Linked DNA regions of Sus scrofa: region 1 is linked to region 2. The links are chromatin contacts, called in public HiChIP or PLAC-seq maps. All regions are on one chromosome and are shown on one strand. The core of a region is the stretch at or near the end of the contact, and the rest is flanking DNA. Distances in the headings are between cores, read along the strand shown. Region 1 overlaps RUNX3 (runt-related transcription factor 3). Region 2 has its middle 88 kb from the start of CLIC4.

Evidence for each region. HiChIP or PLAC-seq counts read pairs in DNA pulled down with a chosen protein or histone mark.
Region 1: an H3K27ac HiChIP or PLAC-seq map of alveolar macrophages shows a contact between it and region 2. The contact joins two enhancer-like sites. A contact is called at or near these places in 5 of 47 Hi-C or Micro-C datasets (alveolar macrophages, blood and embryonic fibroblasts) and 1 of 2 datasets of contacts at active chromatin or transcription factors (alveolar macrophages).

The regions. Positions count from the first base shown.
Region 1 is chr6:82,558,901-82,564,122 of Sscrofa11.1, forward strand. It overlaps RUNX3 (runt-related transcription factor 3), which reads right to left. Exons shown (of 6, transcript XM_021095592.1): 2 at 1,358-1,641. Among named protein-coding and RNA genes, the nearest start is that of RUNX3, 34 kb to the right of the region's middle. Within about 2 kb of position 1,776, at least 19 of the 83 cell types and tissues checked have an H3K27ac peak or open chromatin away from gene starts, as enhancers often do. A contact at or near this core is called in alveolar macrophages, where this site is marked.
Region 2 is chr6:82,486,137-82,491,686 of Sscrofa11.1, forward strand. No RefSeq gene overlaps it. Among named protein-coding and RNA genes, the nearest start is that of CLIC4, 88 kb to the left of the region's middle. Within about 2 kb of position 3,680, at least 29 of the 83 cell types and tissues checked have an H3K27ac peak or open chromatin away from gene starts, as enhancers often do. A contact at or near this core is called in alveolar macrophages, where this site is marked.

The sequences.
Region 1 (5,222 bases), core at 526-3,025, 71 kb after region 2:
TGTAAAATACAAAACAAACTGGTGTTTTGCGGTGGTGGTATAGAAAACCCCTTTAAAGTGAGAGAGGGGCTTTTGATAGCAGGAGCATGCACCTGCTGGGAATTGCAGCATGGGGGTGGGGCGCCCCCCCATACCGTCTCCCCCACCCCCCACCCGGAGGAGTGTGGGGAGGCAGATGCCTTTTGAAAAGGAATCAGACTGCAAACGCAGTCACAGCCATTTAAACGTGGCCACCGCGTGCAGGGACTAGGGATCCAGATGGTAAAAATTTCAAGGAGAAAATGTTTGGGGTCTGATTAAAAAGGCCAGATTTCCTGTCAACATCCTGTCTTCTTTTAATTTCAAAGATTCCTTTTAAGCTCCAAGTGACAGTAAAACCTCCGATCTGAGGATTAAAGTCACACGGGCCTCCCCCTCCCCCTCCTCCTCGGGAGATTTTCCCCACTGGTATTTTAAGATGTCACCCGGGAGACCTCAAAGAGCCACTCATCCTTTTTTCCAATTTGGAGTCCTCTTAATGGGACCAAGGACGGCCTCAGCTGCCAGGAGCCGCTGTTTCCAGCCACCTCGGGGCACCGCCACCCCCAGGCTCTGGCCCTTCCTGCCTTGCCCTTTCTCACGGCAGCTGTGAGAGGTTTAGGGGAAAACCAAGGCGTTTTCGTTTCATCTCGCTGCCCCCTTAAAAAAAATGAAAATGAAACAGTCGCCTACTCCCCAGTAAAGAGCAAAAGCTCCTCTGAATGACTGGGGGCTGCCAGGGGTGGCAGAGCCCCCACTCTCTGCCTGACCTACGGGATTCTGGCCGCAATCGTTTAGGGTTCAGTGCCCTCGATCCCGGCCTAGAGTTGCCTGGTGTAAAATTTCAGAAGCCAGGGGTTGACGGTGTGAGCAGGAAGTGTTTCTGAAGCGGTGCAGGAGGAGGGGTGCTGGCAGTGGAGGGTAGGCCCTCTCCACCCTCCGCACCCCACCTCCGGTGGCCTCGCCCTGGTCCCGGGGCTCCTCTGCCCCGGGGCTCGCAGGGCTGTGTTTGAGGGATCCGGGTTGGGGAAGAGCGAAGCCCCATACGCCCGTTTCCGCATCAACGACTCTCTGCAGGGCTCCCCAAAGGTGGAGAGGGCAAACCTCCTAAAAGCCATCCGTGTCGGTGCATCCGAGAAGGAACGCCTAAGTGCCCGGGCGGAGTGTGCAACGAGACCGAAAGCGCCCTTGGCCCGGCTGCTGGGCTCTCGCAGCAGGGTCGCGGGCACATCGCCTTCGTTCCCGGGGCCCTGGCTCCCGGGGCCCTGCCTCCTGCAGCTGAGACGACCGGCGGCGCAGGGCCGGTGCGGTGCCCTCCCGCCCCGGGCCCCGCACTCACCTTGAAAGCGACGGGCAGCGTCTTGTTGCAGCGCCAATGCGAGGGCAGAACGGAGCAGAGGAAGTTGGGGCTGTCGGTGCGCACCAGCTCGCCCGCGTGGTCCGCCAACACGTCCACCATCGAGCGCACCTCGGGCCGGGCGCGCCCGCCGGGCCCCACGGCCGCCTGCGCGCTCAGCGCGCCGCTGTTCTCGCCCATCTTGCCTCCGCCGCCGCCGCCGCCGCCGCCGCCGCCGCAGGGGAAGGCCGTGGAGGGAGGTGTGAAGCGGCGGCTGGTGCTCGGGTCTACAGGAATACGCATAACAGCGGCCGTCAGGGCGCCGGGCGGGCGGCGGCGGCGCGGCTCCCCCAGGGGCAGCCGGCGCGGGCGCCTCCGCCGCCTCCGCTGCCGCGAGAAGCGGGAAAGCAGAAGCAGTCGGGCTGGGGCCTCAGGGCGCAGGGGGCGGCGCCCGGGGACGCCCCGCCGGGGCCCGCCCGCCGCGAGGCCTCGCTGCCCCGACGGCCGCGCGCAGCCGGCCCGCTACTCCCGCATCTTGGGCGCGCAGCCCGCGTGCGGCCGCTCCTCGCGGCGGTCCCGGCTGCCTCGGTCACCGCAGAGCCCGCGCGCGGGCTGTGCTGCGGCTGCTGCCGCCGCCTCCCGCCCCCGCAGCCCGCTAGCGGCCGCCCCACCGACTCTGCGGCCGCAGCCCCAGAACAAATCCTCGAGAATCAAGTGGCGGCGCCGCAGCCGCCCGCGCGGGGTTAGTACCCCGGGGCCCGCGAGGGCGGGGCCGGCCCGAGCGACGCGTCGCGCAGCCAATCGGAACCCCCATCGCTGGCACCTCGGCAGTGCTCGAGGGGGAGGAACGGGGACCGCCGAAGGCCGCCCTGTGGGGAGGGGCAGAAGGCTCCGCCCCGCCGAGGACTCCTGGGGTCGGGGGCCGGCCGCGCTACAGCCCGGGCTCCTCGGGAGTTCTGGGGAGATGGAGCCGAGGCTAAGAATTTGTTTAAAACGTCCAGGCCCTCCAGAAGGCTCTTTTGCTGCTGCCCCTTAACGCGGGGGCTGCAGCTCCCCTTCTGTCGCCCTTCCCCGTCGCCCGCAGCCAGGCCTTTCCAGCTCCAGTTGTTTTCGGCCTGTGAAGCCTAAACTAGGGGTCGCTGGGGCCTCAAGGCTGGTGACATCGAGCGAAGATCTGCCCCCAAAGAGGCTGCTCACCTCCTCTACCTGCCCTCAAATTATTTTGACCCAAGACCCTCCTCCACTGCACACGGAGAAACAACGGCCTCTGCAGCTCCCAGCCCTGTGCGACTTGCGTCCCGGCCTGGGGCCGCAGTGCCAACTTGGGGACGGAGGGAAGGGTGTCCCTCACGCGCCTGCCTCGGCTTGGAGTAGAGTAACCCCATTCCTCTCCGCTCTCTCCTCAAAACAATTTTCAGGATTCCGCAGGCCTCGCTGCGTCGTTCTTCGTTGTGGCGGCCTGTGGGTCTTTGAACAACACGATGGGACCTGAAAAACGCGATTTCTCCCCACCCTCGTGCTCATGTAACCACGGTCCTGCATCGTGAAAGAAAGGACCCGAGTCCGGGGCGAGGAGAAAACTATGCAGAGAGTGCGGGAATGGCCGCAAAGCTAAGGGCTCTGGCTCCCAAAGAAGGGAATTAACACCCACAACGTGGATACAAACTGGCCCCCGTGGGTCCACGCCCGGGGGGCTGCGCTGGAGCCAGGCGGCAGGGACACAGACAGCTCCACCGAGGCACTGTCTCCTCGCGGGCCCTGGGTCCTCGCTCCTACCACAGGCCCCCGGGGCCCAACCACGCCCGGCGGCAAACAGGCAAACATCCCTTCCTCTCCCTCTTCTCAGGCCAGGCAAGCCGGCCTAGGGACGGGTTACATCGGAGAGGGGAACTAGAAAGCTCAAGCCCGCCTTCACTCTGGATTGTCCCTCCAGACGCACTCCCTGGAGTCTGGGCAACGAACGCGTGCTGAGAAACTCCCTGCCGTTTTGGAGATCAGGTTGGATATTCGTTGTTCCTGGCTCTGGGCAGGTGCCAAACGACGGATTCCAAGCCTCGGGAGCATGGAAGAAGAGACTCTGAAGGTGTCGTCCGCAAGATCCCGCCCTGGATCAGACCCCAGCCCCGCATGCCATTTCATCATCGCCAAACGAAATCAAGCCTCGAGTGCGCTCCAGGGCGGACTGGCTCTGGCCCAACCTCGACCACCTGGAGAGCTGGTCCCTACCCCTGTTGGAGTGTCACTTCAGTCCCTCAAGTCATGTAGAGAGCCCAGTTAGGGACCCAGCAAGGGTCCCTAACTGGACCTTTCAATGGAGCCTGCACCTGGGAATTTCAGTTCGCTGGGACCCAGGCCCGCGCGCTCTCGGGAGCGCTATCGCTAGACGCAGAACTAGAAAGTGAGGAACTGGGGCCTTGGCGCGTCCAACCTTTGGGACCTTCCCGCTGAAAAGCCCACCTCTTCATGGCCAGATAGGGCCGGGAGCCGGGGAGGGCGGGTGACGCAGTGCTGCCCTGGATTGGCTTTGGGGCCAGGACCCGCTGCATCTGGGGTTTGTAAATTCGATTTGTCGAGTGGTTTCGGTTTGTACCCGTGCCTTTACCTGTCTCTCCGCCTGATTTCTCCCTCTCGTCCTATGGCGGGTTTACAAACGGGTTTCCTGAGAAAGGGGGTTCCTGTGGGTCTTGGCACCTGGCATACGAACCGGCAAGACTCTAGCCCTAGGGAAGGCGCTTGCTAGTGGTGAGCGCTGGAACCAGGGGATATGAGTTGTTGACATTTGGGTCCCCAGCCAGAGGTCTCCGGGCCCGCGGGTGCAGGAGCAGTTCCGGAATCCACCGCTAGTTGACGCCTGCACTCTTCCCGCAGCGGAGGTGCCCCGCTAGGCTCTGCGCACAGATGTGCGCCAGCTGCAGTTCCCTGTTCAGGCGCCGACCGCCTCCTACAAGCTGCCTTCTGGACAGACATCCCCTCCGATTCCTCACCATCTGTGCGGCCACGTCTCGGACAAACCCCAGGCTCTGCGGTAGACCGAAGGCTGCCCTCCCCTCCCCGGATGGACACGGACGCTCACTTCTCTTAGCATCTCCGACACCAGAGGATTCCTGCGCTCTCTAACCCGCAGAACGTTCTCCCTGACGGAAATGAACAGTCCTTTCCTGTCCTGTTCCTGGGCGCCGGGGACGAGGGGAACCCACGGAAGAACAGACCAGCCCATTTCCAATTTCAGCCTAGGGCCAACCTACTTTGTCCCCGTCTCAGACGGACAGACCTAGAGTCACCACTCTCTGTCTCTCTTTGATGCCCTCTCTTTCCAATTTCCAAAGACAGTTACCTTTGGAAAGTCTCCACTCTCCCACCTGGGACTCGCAGATACCCTCTCCTTTCCCCATCTTTTGTGGTCAGCCATCTCCTCTCCTTCTTTCGAGGACCGGTGGACAAACAGCATGCTTTCTCTCAAGCGGCTTCCACCTGAGGGCACGCCAAGTTGTCCGCAGCAGGGAGAGGAAGCCAGGAGGTCTGGACCTACCTTGGCCCAGCGTGGGGTTAACAGAGACACAACCTGGAGCCTGCAGAGCCTGGGTTCTGGGGGACACTCCTCCCACCAGTGTCCTCCCCCCAGAAGGGGATCCATGGGGTCAGAATAACCTTGGTTCGGGTGCCCTCCTGCTGCTGCTGGAGGGTGCCCAGGAGGGCACTCCTAGTGTGTTGTAATGAGGTGCCTGACGTGACTCCTCTCCCACCAGAGAGCTTTTGAGGGCAGGTCTGACTCCAAGGGAGTCCCGGTGCCAGGGGAGGGGTGAGAATCCCCTAACTGTGCCCAATAATGGATGTATGTGCTCTGGAAAAAAAGCCCAAGGGCTCTATT
Region 2 (5,550 bases), core at 2,430-4,929:
GTTAAGTGGGATCCTGCGTTGCTGTGAGCTGTGGTGCAGACCACAGATGTGGCTTCCATCCGGTGTTGCTGTGACTGCAGTGTAGGCCAGCAGCTGTAGCTCTGATTAGACCCCTAGCCTGGGAACCTCTATGTGCAGCGAGTGAGGCCCTAAAAAGAAAAAAAAAAAAAATTGCAGAGTTCTCTTTTGCAGCTGGTTAAGGATTCAGCATTTTCACTGCAGTGGCTTGGGTCACAGCTGTGGTGCGTGTTTGATCCCTGGCCCAGGAACTGCATGCCACAGGTGTGGCCAAAAAAAAAAAAAAAAAAAAAGCTTATTAATAAAAACTTTAAAAAACTGCAAGGGGCAATTATGCCTGGTTGAAGTTTTGGATAATCAGTCTATTGACAGGTTGATTGGCAAAATTAGTAATGTCGATTTTCTTTATGTTTGAATAAAAGTTCAATTTAAATGTCATCTAGAGAGTTCCTTGATGGCCCAACAGGTTAAGGATTTGGCATTGTCACTGCTGTGATGCATGTTCAGTCCCTGGCCCAGGAACTTCCATATACCGTGGGTGCAGCCAAAAAAAAAGTCATCCAAAATATATTCTTAAAAGGGAAAAAGGAAAAAAGAAAAAAAAAAAAGAATTGTGCTAATAGTGGCTGCTCAACTTTATGAATTTAATAATAGTAATAAAAATTTTTCATCTAAAATGGATGAATTCTACAGTTTATAAATTATACCTCAATAAAGCTGTTTGAAAAAAAAATAAAACACAAATCTGAGGTTAAGAATTCATTGTATGGGTTTAATATCAGAGCACACAGCCAAAGACATGATCAGCACTTGAAGATAGACTGATAGAAAAAATTCAAAATTAAGCAAAGAGAGTAAAAAGAATGCACAAACAACAACAAAAACAAGAAGCGTATAAGAGACATGTGGAACACAATCTAAAGATAGACATGTAATCGAAGTCCCGGACATAAAAGGAAATGCGGCAGAAGCAATATTCGATGACATAATGGCTGAGCATTTTCCAAAATTGTTGACGACATCAACCCACAGATTCATAAAACTCAGCAAACACATTATGGAATAAGAGAGAAAAAAAAAAAACAAGCAAAAACCAGAAACACTATACCTAAGAATATTATGGTCAAATTGCTGAACACCAAGGACAAAGAAAATCCTAATGACAGGGAGGGACATCATCTTTGAAGGAGCGATGACTGCTTTTCAGCAGAAACTTTGAAAGCCAGAGTCTTTAAAGTACTGAGAAAGATTTGCCAACTTAGAATTGTCTACTTAGTGAAAACATCCTCAACAATGAAGGCAAAATAAAGGCATGTTCAGGCAGATGCAAGCTGAGAATTTGGCACCAGCAGACGTGGGTATGAGAAAACACTTAAGGAAGTGCTTTAGCCCGAAGGACTTCAGCAGATGGTAGTATGAAACCGGAAGGAAGAATGAAGGATAATGGAAAGGGTAAATAATAGGCAAAGATAAAAGAACATTGACCGTTTAAACAATATCTTGAAGACATATAATGTGGAATACATAACAGTATATATAAATGCATACACATACACGCATAGTATATAATGTATACTATATATACCATATTATATATACCGTATGCTATACACACTATATAGTATCCAGTATATACTGTATATACTGTATAGGTGGAAAGGTGGAAGGAAGGGAAGCAGAGTTCTGTACTTGTATGATCCTTATATTATTTGGCAAATGGTAAAAGTACTAGTTTCAGAAAATGATAGTAGATCTTAGATAAATATTGTAATCTGTAGGGTCACTGCTAAGCTAATTATGAGAATAACTTAAAAAATCTAAGATTCAAGGGTAAAATGGAATTTAAAAAAAATCAAATCCAAAAGAAAGGATAAGAGGACTAAAGGAACAAGGGACAGGACCAGTTGGAAAAATAGCAAAAGGTTAGCTGTAGGAGTTCCCATCGTGGCTCAGTGGTTAATGAACCCAGCTAGGATCCATGAGGATACAGGTTCAATCGCTGGCCTCACTCAGTGGGTTAAGGATTCGGCGTTGCCGTGAACTGTGGTGTAGGTCGCAGACATGGCTCAGATCTGGCATTGCTGTGGCTGTGGTGTAGGCTAGGGGCTATGGCTCTGATTCGACCCCTAGCCTGGGAACCTCCATGTGCCATGGGTGTGGCCCTAGAAAAGACAAAAAAAAAGTTAGCTATAAACCCTACACCATATTACATGAAATGTAAGTGGGCTAAACCAATTACAAGGAAGTGTTAAACTGTATTTAAAACAATTACAAGACAAACATATTTATAAGAAACAAACTTTATGAGGATAAAAAGTTGAAATTAAGGGATGAAACAGTCAAATAATTGACCACAAACAAAAGAAAGTAGGTATAACCATTTATCATACAAAGCAGGCTTCGAGGCAAGAGGTATTACTACAGACAAAGAAGGCATCTTATAGGACATTTATAATGTCCTTTTATGATGATGGAAAGTTTATTCACTAGGAAGACATAATAGTCTTAAATTTACATGAACCTAATAACAGTCTTGGATACATACAGCAAATGTTAACGAAGCTAAAAGGAGAAGAAAGTATGCCATCATAATTGGAGTTTTTAACATAGCTCTCCACTAACTGATACACGAGCAGGGACTGTCCCCTCCCCACAAACTCAGTAAGGAATAGCAGATTTCAATAACACAATTAACCACTTCGACCTAATACTGGAACACTATATCCAACAACTGCCCAACGCACATTCTTTTCAAGCATGTGGAGCTTTTAGCAAAGTAATCCAACATGTTTAACCATAAAGCAAGGCCTCCACAAAGTTCAAAGAAATGAAATTGTACTGAGTATGTTCTCTGCAGTGGAACTGAAATAGAGATTAATAATTTCTATTATTGATATAGATTGATAATATTCTATTATTGCTGAAAGACAGCAAGAAAACTCTCCAGAATAAGGAAACAGTTGTAGCAAGTGCAGCAAGCCTATACCCTACACTGAAATTTAAAATTTTAATTTAACAAACATATGTGCAGTGAGCCAGAATTATTCTAAGTACTTTGCATATGTTAACTGGGTCTTCCTAACAATCCTGTGAGATAGAGACTGCTTCCCACTTTATGGATGAGGAAACTGAGGCACAGGGATGTTAAGAAACTTGCTCAAGGCCACACAGCTAGTAAGTGACAGCCAGAATTAAGAGCCCAGAGGAGCCCGTAGCAATAAGTGGATCGTGCCCTGCAATCTTTAGAAGTGCTTCTGTCCTTTTTTCTCATTAGGATGGACTTGGCTCCTTGACCCAGGACAGCAAAGATAAATGGGTTGGTTGCCAGGTAAGCAGAGCCTAGCTAGAGTCAATCTATTCTTGTATTTCTTCCCTGGGGCAGGCCTCTTGCAAGGAACCGAAGGTAGAGGATCCAGGCCCAGACAAGGCCCGCATCTCCCAGGAGACTTACCTCCCCAGGGGCTCTACCACCTGCTGAGGAGGCAGTGGCCGCGCCAGAGTCCCTGAAGCCTTGGCCGACTTTCCTTGCCTCGCGTGGTCTTCCTAAAATGACCAGCAGGAGGCGCAGGCTCCTTTCCATTCGGCCCCGCGGCTGCAAGCAGGGACGTGACAGCTGCAGGACCTCGTCGGTTTGCGGAGCCGGCAGCTCGGTTCAGCCGCGTGGAGGGCTTCCTTCCTCTTTATCAGATCTGTCACGCCTGCCGCGCTGTGAAGGCACCTCCGGCCCCTTCCCTCCTTCCTGTGTCGAACGGACGCTCCCCGCGCCGCCGCTCACCTACAGCGCGGCGCCTGCCGCCCCGCCGGAGGCCCGGCCGGCCCTGTCGCACCCTTTGCGGGGGGCAGGGCCGTGCTTTGAGGTCGGGTCGCCGGGGGCTTTGGCTGCCCCCGGCCGGGAGCCCCGCGCCTGGTTCTTGCAGCCCTTTCGCACTTCTGCACGCGCTGGGTTCTCACTGGCCCGCGGGGCGGCTGGAGGAAGCGCCTCGGAAGCCAAACTGACAGGTCTGGTGGCGGTTGGGACGAGGAGGGAGGGGTGCCGCCGCGGTTAGCGCCCGGGCTCCTCCCCGCTTCGCCCCTGCGCCGCCGGCAGCGCGTGCCAACTACCGCGCCAGGGGTTCAGAGCCGCGGGTCGCAGCTCCCGCAGGTGCCGCACGCGGAGCCCAGCTGATTGCCGCTGGGAGAGCTGATGCAGCCCGCACACGAGACCCTCCCGCATGCCCCTCGGAGGGGGGCTCCGCGCCCAGAGCTGAATGTGACTGTCTCTAGGAGGAGGGTCCTGGTCTGCAGACTGCCCTGGAGGGAGCAGTGGCCTCAAGAGAGGCGAGCTGCCCTCAGAGCGGCCTTTGGGAGGATAAAAAAGAAATCCAGTGACACCTTTCTGATCCTATTTCTTATTTTATATATTTCAGTTTCTTCTAGTGTTCTCTCTTTCTCTCGTTTCCTCAGTCAAAGAAGAACAAAGGATCTTTGGTGTTCCCTGGTGGCCTAGTGGTTAAGCCGGCATTGTCATTTGCTGTGGCTCTGGTCACTACTGTGGCCTGGGCTGGGTTCCTGGTCTGAGAACTTCCACATGCTCCAGGTGTGGGGCCAAAAAAAAAATGCATAAATGATGTTCATTAAACACGATGTGCCAGTTACAGTACTGAGTTTATATACCTATAGGTATAAATATGTTTTTAAAATATGTAACCGTTTCAAGTCTTTCATCTTGTCAACACTCCATTGGAGTTAGAGATGGTTATTAACCCTCTTTTAAAGGTAAGGAGCTTCAAGCATAGAGAGATTCAAGCTCACACAGCTAGGAATGGATCAAGGCCATCTGGCTCCAGAGCTTAACCATCAGAGCGCTGGGTACCATGCTGTCACCTTTCCTTTGTTGGGAGGGGCTCAAACTGGGGACTCAGGAAGGCTGATTTCATGGCCCAGCTGTGAAGCAGCAGCCCGGAGCTCCCCAAGTGCACTTTTCTCGTGGGGTGGTCAGAAGTTCCTGGGCTGTACCGTGTTTCGCTCCAGCCTGCCAAGCGCCAGGCATGTCGGGACAATGCCAGTGAGCTAAAGGCTCTAATACCATGCACCAAGCATACCTGTGCTCCATTTTTGTTTGTAAGGGAGGGTCCTGTTTGGTGAGAGGGGACTCTGGGGGCCGGGGGAGCACAAGGGTCTTTTCCGCCACCTGGGCTCTGAGATGTAACTCTCTGTTGTCTGCAGAGGTCACTGTAGGCCAGTGAAATCTGACTGTGGCTGACCAGGAGGTTTCCCCACCGAGGAAGTGGCAGGAGAAGAAAAGCTCAGTGATAGCTCCCTTCCCCTTCCTTCATCAGAAACAGTGTCATTTCAACGATGTCCTCTCATTTTCTGGAATAGTTTCCCCAAATCTCTACAGGTGCTCTAGGAATCCCATGGCCCTTGCCAGAAACTTAAGGTTACCTGATTTTATTATTATTTGTCTTTTAGGGCCACACCCACGGCACATGGAGGTTCCCAGGCTAGGGGTTGAATCAGAACAGCAGCTGCCAACCTACACCACAGCCACAG